2 separate regions of the Ovis aries genome follow, and region 1 is linked to region 2. The links are chromatin contacts, called in public Hi-C maps. All regions are on one chromosome and are shown on one strand. The core of a region is the stretch at or near the end of the contact, and the rest is flanking DNA. Distances in the headings are between cores, read along the strand shown.

What was found. A called contact is a pair of places that touch in the nucleus more often than the background predicts.
Region 1: a contact with region 2 is called in a Hi-C map of liver, with 4 times the contacts expected there. The contact joins the enhancer-like site here to the promoter of CHL1 in region 2. A contact is called at or near these places in 5 of 16 Hi-C or Micro-C datasets (hypothalamus, liver, skin fibroblasts and 1 more).

What each region holds. Positions count from the first base shown.
Region 1 is chr19:26,411,857-26,415,564 of ARS-UI_Ramb_v3.0, reverse strand. No RefSeq gene overlaps it. Among named protein-coding and RNA genes, the nearest start is that of CHL1, 170 kb to the right of the region's middle. Within about 2 kb of position 1,739, at least 2 of the 54 cell types and tissues checked have an H3K27ac peak or open chromatin away from gene starts, as enhancers often do. A contact at or near this core is called in liver, where this site is marked.
Region 2 is chr19:26,240,707-26,244,332 of ARS-UI_Ramb_v3.0, reverse strand. CHL1 (cell adhesion molecule L1 like) reads left to right here and starts at 1,987. Exons shown (of 26, transcript XM_060402885.1): 1 at 1,987-2,148.

The DNA.
Region 1 (3,708 bases), core at 490-2,989, 170 kb before region 2:
AGTCTTTCAAGTTTGAGGTTAGCTGATTACCACACTTAATTTTCCTTTGCCATGTAAGGTACCATACTCCTATATCTGGGAATTAGGCCATGGACATCTCTGGGGGAACATCATTGTACCTACTGTAAATAGATAGATGGAAAGATAGATAGATAAAATTAGATCATTTGACACATAGATCAGTAGCAGAGAGATATTCTTTCTTCAGAACATATTTGTGAGCTAGATATCAGTGGTTTTATGAGTGGGGCATATTCAAGATTTAGGCAGTATAGAGCAAGTAATTTATTAGGTTTTAATTTTGGCCATCAACATAGCAGACACAGATTCCTGGAAGCTGGTTATATCCAAGAAAGGTACCTTGAGCTGGGCGACAAAGAACTGGATCTATATTGGCTGAGGCAGGAAGGGACCTTTATGAAAGGGACAAAGCAGAGGTCAAGAATACAACGGAGGGCGAGAAGCAGCTCTAAGCAGATCAGAAGGTCCTTCTGGTAGATACTGATAAAAATGTGGTTCTGCTCACTGTTACAGTTAGACAGGGAATTCTAATGTTACGCCCAGGTCGCAAAATCTCCCAATGACCACCAGGGAGCCGGTATCCGATGCAAAAGCAAGAGACTTTTTATTACCAAGCTCGAGCTGGGGCTCCCACCGTTACCGACGCAGTGGCTAAGGAGAGGAGCCCCGAGTTTTGGGTTACACTGCTTATATAGGGAATATTCAGGTAAAAGGGTGAAAAGGGGGTGTTCAGGCTTAAGGACAACTGATTGGTTACCTTCTTCTATAGGGTTGTGTGTGGATTCCTGATTGGTTTTTACTTTCAAGGTGAATCACAAGTTCCTGAACGTTAAGTCAGGAGGTTTAACCTAAGGGCCGATTGGCTCGTGAGCAGTGGGGCAAGGTTGGGTAATATCCAAAGTCTAAGTCTGTTTGCCTGGAACTTTACAAAATGCAGTTCTTTTACAAGATGGAGTAGCTTAGGCTCTCCACTAATTTAAAACAAACCCAAATATATGGTATGTGAATTATCCTGGGGATTCAGAAAACATGCTGGCAATCAGTAGAGGACTGGTTAGAACCACAACACATGACATCACCACGTTTATAGGACAAAAATTGTCAAATACAAGCAGTTTGCTGTGGTTCTCCCTAAAAGCCTGTAGAGGGTCATCATTAGCAATGGTGGTGGGAGGTGAAGAGAAGGTGGGGGGATTTTGTCGAACGTCATTCTCTAAAATTACCACAAGAGGGCGGTAAGGAATCGTGCTTTAGCTACAGAAGACAACAGAATGGCTTTTTTCTTTACACACAAAAATTATTTGTAGAATGTGTTGTAAAATGGAGCATTGAAAACTGGGTTTTTTTCCTCACTTATATTTTCTTACTCGTGTTTAAAATAGCACTGTTGGAATCCTCAGAGTGTACCGGGTGCTAACTGGACATCGTTCATGCAGAGACCACCACATAAAAACACGCTTCTCCATTTTCCGTATGTGTGTCTGGGCACACTTAAAAAGCAACAGATTCATACATAAATTATAAGCACCTCATCACTGTCAAACTTCTAATCTATGATGAGAAATTTTAAAGAATTTTAAATGGAGAAATCTCTATGTTAAGTCCATTTCCCCTTCCTGTTCATGAAATGAAATATTGAAGTGAGCTTAAAGGGAGTAGACTCGCGGTTCATGCTCAAAGGTAAGTCAAGCCTCTGCTGTTTACTGTTCCTACTGACCCTGATCAAATTGCTCAACTCTGCTGGGAACTGAATTGTGTATCTAGAGGATTAAGCAGTGCCACCCAGCGTTTTGGAGTTAGACACACCTACCATCACTTGCTATGGCTTTGATACTGTGTCCTTTTTAATTAAAATGGCAACCTCCATTCCGCAAAGGGAAGCCTCAGAGGCTAGAAAACCTGGTTATTCTATCCTCTTTGTATTGACTTCCCCTTTTCCCCCATTTCTCTTGTTTATAACAAAAATTGACAAGCTTTTTAATGGGGATATATTTAATTTCTCTAGAATCTTCTGAGTTTTCTTCCTTACTGTTTGTGCACATGTGTGTCTATCTATGTGTGGGTCTAGGTCCATGTGTGCATCTTACTGTGTACATGGGTTCTTGCCTAAGGCATGACCGTGCACCTCTGTGTACATGCTGGTGTTCATGTTAGCTGCACGTTTGTGTGTGTGTTGTATGTGTGAGTGTGCTTGAGTGTGTCTATATGAAGTATGTGTGTGCATGGACATGCATTGTGTGCTAGGTATCAAAGTGTTTACATTCATACGTGTGAGGGTAAGTGTGCATTGTGGTCAGTTCACATGTGATGTGTGTGCACAGGTATGTGCTGGTATGTGTACTTGTGTACATGAACATGTTCTTGATTTGCATGTCTGTGTATATTTGTGGCATTTTGGTGGGTAGGCAGGGAAACTCAAATTACATTTGTGTGTATGTGTGCACAAAAGGGTAAGAAGCTAGACATTGTCATCATCGGACTGTTCATAACTCGACACCTTTATCCGAGCATGAGAGGGTGGTGTGCGGTCTGCACCCATCTGTGGGTTCACAGGAAATGCTTTGAAATCTAGTGGCTGGAACTAGTACAGATTTAGCCTTTGCTCTCTTTCCACCATGGAACTCCTTTTTTCTCTGTTGTGTGAGAACCATTTTAAGTCCCAGTAACACTCCCCTTAATCTTCATTTCTGCTGTGTGAAATTTGCAGTTGAAACTAAGAGAGCTTTAGAGTAAGAACACAGGTGGCTCATCAGTGGGTGAGGAGAAGGTATTTGCTCTGTTACTTAATAGTCTTACTTTGGCATTTTATTTTACAGTTTCTGCTCTTAGGTGATATGAGGAACTGTGAGTCTTCAGAAAAGAAAGGTGCAAGCTATCCTTTGAATTGGTCATTTCACTAACACAGTATTTGATTAACCTCAACAGATTCTTGAATAGAAACATTTTCAGCTAATTTTTTAAGGCTCCATTTATGGCAGGAGACACAGGAGATTCAGGTTCAGTCCCTGGGTCAGGAAGATCCCTTGGAGGAGGGAGTGGTGAGACAGCAAGGTGTCCCCTGGCCTTGCTGGGAGAATCCCTAGGACAAAGGAGCCTGGCAGGGTCCAGGGGTCCATGGGGCTGCAGAGTCAGACACAACTGAACATGATTTATGCCTCTCTGATAAAGAACACTCAGTATTCTTTTTCAAGAGAACGCACTGATCATAGTAAACACCGTCTTCCAACAACACAAGAGATGACTCTACACATGGACGTCATCAGATGGCCAACACTGAAGTCAGATTGATTATATTCTTTACAGCCAAAGGTGGAGACACTCTATACAGTCAGTAAAAACAAGACCTGAAGCTGATGATCGCTTACATCATGAGATCCTTATTACAAAAGTCAGGCTGAAATTGAACAAAGAGAGGAAAACCACTAGGCCATTCAGGTATGACGTAAATCAAATCCCTTATGATTAGACAGTGAAGGTAACGAATAGATTCAAAGGATTAAATCTGATGGACAGAGTGCCTGAAGAACTATGGAGAGGATCATAACATTGTATAGCAGGCAGTGATCAAAACTATCCCAAAGAAAAAGAAATGCAAGAAGGCAAAGTGGTTGTCTGAGGATGCTTTACAAATAGCTGAGGAAAGAAGAGAAGTGAAAGGCCAGGGAGAAAGGAAAAGATATACCCAAC
Region 2 (3,626 bases), core at 738-3,237:
CTATTTTCCTTTCTTGGTTAATCATTTGCCTGTCTTCCTTCCTCCCTCCTTTCCTTCCTTTTCCCTAGCCTACCTTTTCCCTCTCTCCCTAGCTTCTTTCTTAAAATGTACTTGCCTGGGGTAAAGTTTTTTGTGTACATGAGGACTTAATGTTTGTCCTTAAGCCATAGGATTACTCTTGGGCTATTTCCTAGTTTACATGCAGAATCATATTTTTTTCCCTTTTAAGAAAAACTCATGTTTAAGAACTGACACATCATCTTCTTGTTTCAGGTATTATGCCTTGCTATTCTCTTCTGTATCTTTGGGTAGTTAATTTAAAAGCAAGCAACTAGCCCTGCCTGTTGAATTTTCCACTGTACTCTGGCTCCTAGAACAATGACTGCTAATTAGTAGGTGCTGAACAAACATTTTTTTTTTTTTAAATAGGAATCCAAATGTCAAGCAAACATACCATTAAGCAAAGAAGAGCAATAGGTTTCAGTACTCTGTTGCTCTGACCAGGTTGGAGTTCTGAGTCTTCTGCTCAGCAGATGCTTACAAGAAGGTGAGATACTCAGGAGATCAACTTAGCTTTGTGTCTTCTTGACCTCTGAAATGTTTTCTTACAGATACAGTACTTTCCCTGTCGGAATTTTATTCAATATTTTATCTTTGTTTCTACTTTAGAAAACATGCCATGTGAATAATGACGCCTCAGGCAAAGAAATTACTCCAGCAGTTCAGTTTAAACTCAGGACATATCCTGCCCTCACTTGCATTTGCAATTTGCCACACAGTCAGTAAGAGCCATGCCCACACATGAACTGACAGAATTGGAGCTCCAAGGTTAGCAATTATTAAAATTTAGAAGTCCATTTATTCATTTTCAAAATATTTTATTCAGTTGCTTCTGAAGCAGAATCCTGAGTTGCCTTCCCCTTGCTGCTCACTATAGCGGCATCCAACTCTGAGGGGGGCTCACATCTCTAAATGCCCTCATTGTTCAATGGACAAAACCAGACTGTAAGGTCAATCTCACTGCCTTAGTAGAGTAAAACTTAGAAGTCAATGATTCTCTAACCATCAAAGAGAACTTAAATTCAACAAATTTTTTTAAAAAGTGGTACTGTGTGAAATTTTTGGAAAATACGATTATGGTGAGGGAAAAAATGAAAGGGGTATAAAAAATCACTTTATACTGCAAAGATTGTAACTTTCCCAGATTAATTTTGGAAACTTCAAATAAAAATTGCATTTCTGGGGGGAATTAATAAGGCAACAGAAGTGGCCTTTTGTAGTGGAAATAAGTACCCAAGACTTTTTTCTATTTTATAATTGATTAATTCATTAGTGAATTAATACAGAATAAGTAGGAAAAAATGTTAAGGAACAATGTGATAAAATTATTGATCATAAGTAATAGGACAATTAAAAAATGGTAACAGAAGAAGGTGCATACATTCCAATACCAATAATTTGCCAGTTTACGGAAGTAGCATCATTTCTAAATTAGATAGCAAGCCTCATCACGCCTCTAAATGAGTAATGATAGCAAAAAAAAAAAAGGTCCATGGCACCACACCCCTCCAACATGCAGCTCTGGGAGAAAACCAGACTGGCGACCTGTGTCTGGAATATGTATTGAGTGGAGCTATCAGAAGGCAGACGGACTTTAAAATTTCTCTTTTGCAGATAAAAGGGGCAGATCCTACCTCTTTTAACCATAGACGTAGAAAATGGCGAGCAAAGTTTGGGCTTCGTCCCTTGCTTTTCACCGTGAAATAAAAGTCTTAAGCCTGAAACTCTCGCTGTCCCAAGGGAGCGAGGAAAGGGAGGGGGAATAAGCGGCGTGGGTGTGGGGTGGGTGGGCAGAACCACCGCAGAGAGGAGCTGCGCGAGCCTCCCTCTGCCGGGAGGGTGTGGATCCGAGAGCAAGCCAGAACAGGTCCGCGTCCTCGCGGCCACTGCCGGCGGTGGGAGGGGCGCGGCGGCCTCTCCGCGGGCAGACCCGCGTGCAGATCGGCTGGGAGCTGCCGGCGAGAAACTCCCGTGCATCCGCCGGGAGCTGCCGGCGAGAAACTCCCGTGCATCCGCTGGGAGCTGCTGGACTTCCACGCCCTTCTCCCGCTCCAAGCCAGCCTAAAGGAGCGGTTTCCTCGAAGGAAGGTACAGAACGGATCTGGTACTGGGGGCGACTCAGGTGTGCTGGGGGTGGGAGGTGGGGGCTATGGTTAATGTGCTTCTGTCTTGTTAGCCCCGGGGAGCTCCCCAACTCTGAGCGAGATCGAAGGAGGATAATGGGTTTGCTCCAGCGGGGAGGGATTCAACCCATGGTGGGTCGGTGATGGTGCGTAGTCAGGGCTCCGTCATTGCACAAAGTAGGGTGGTCCGAGGTTCCCTCAGCCTTCAGCCAGTTAGAGACACCCCCTTTCCCAGCCCCGCCCCCTGGTGGCCGAGGCTGGATTCAGGAGGTTCTGGTTGGTGGGAAGGAGTAAAGCGGCTCCTCGAATCCTCCAGCTCCCACTTTCTCCTCTTGGTCACGGGTAGGTAGGTTGACTCTGTCTTTTCTCCAGCCTCCCTTACCTGCATCTCTTGCTACCTTCTGGAGGGGATTCCAGACCCTCCTGGAGATTCCAGCCTCACCCGGGTGGGGGCTGCGAAGTCCAGCTGGGTTTGAGGGTCAGTCCTGGCATGACGCCTCCCTACCCACTACCATCTCTTGGGTCGGAGGGCTCAGTTCTCTCTCCAACACAGCCGCCCCACTGTCATGCTCTCACTCTCAAGGGACGATTACACATGCCGGTGAGGTTTGATACGCGCCGTCAGCTTGAAAAGGGAGATTTTGGACACCTGGGTCGGTGAGGCGGGGGTGGGGGACGAGAAAACCGGGAGGGTTAGGGGCTCCACCTCCCCAGACCACCGAGGGGATGAGGGGGCAGGTCGGGGGCGTGGTTGCCATGGCTCCCTGGTAGCGGAGCTGGGGGAGCTACGAGATGCCAGTCACGGATGGTCCCTTCTTCCTCTTTGTGCCTCTCTCCCTCCCTTCTTTTTTTGAGTGAGAATGTGCGTGGGGGTTGGGGGGAGCAGGGAGAAAGTGATTAATCTGGAGAGCTGGGACTGGAGCCGGGAAGCTGGGGAACACCAGCCAGCCCCTTCATTCCCACTCCGCTTGCTCACTGCGAGCCTCACTTTCTCAGCCGGGGGCAGGACTGAGGAATTTCTGCGAAAAGCCGGGGGCTGAAGAAGCCGCCACCGCGAGGGCTCAGGTACCCACACCCCGAGTCGCATCCTGGGGCGAGCGCGGGGTTGGGTGGTCAGGCTGTCAGCCGAAGGGCGGGCGGCGAAGGGGTAGGAGGTGAGCTACTGAAGGCAGGTGTGTAGTGACACCGGAGGGCGGCAAGGCGCGGAGGAAGACAGGTTCATCCATACGCGAGTGGCGCCGGGGTTCAGCTCCGCCGGGGTGGGGGAGCTCCCAAAGAGCCCCCAGAGCTGGCAAGTGGTGCCAGGCATGCGCGTGCGCGATGGCGCGCTCACGGAACGCCCGAGGTGGGGGGCACGTTTGCGCGTGCGCGCGGAGGTGGGCAACTGGTGAGCCACCTGGGCTCGTGCAAGGCAGAGTCTCTCGCCGCACTGACGTGGGTTCA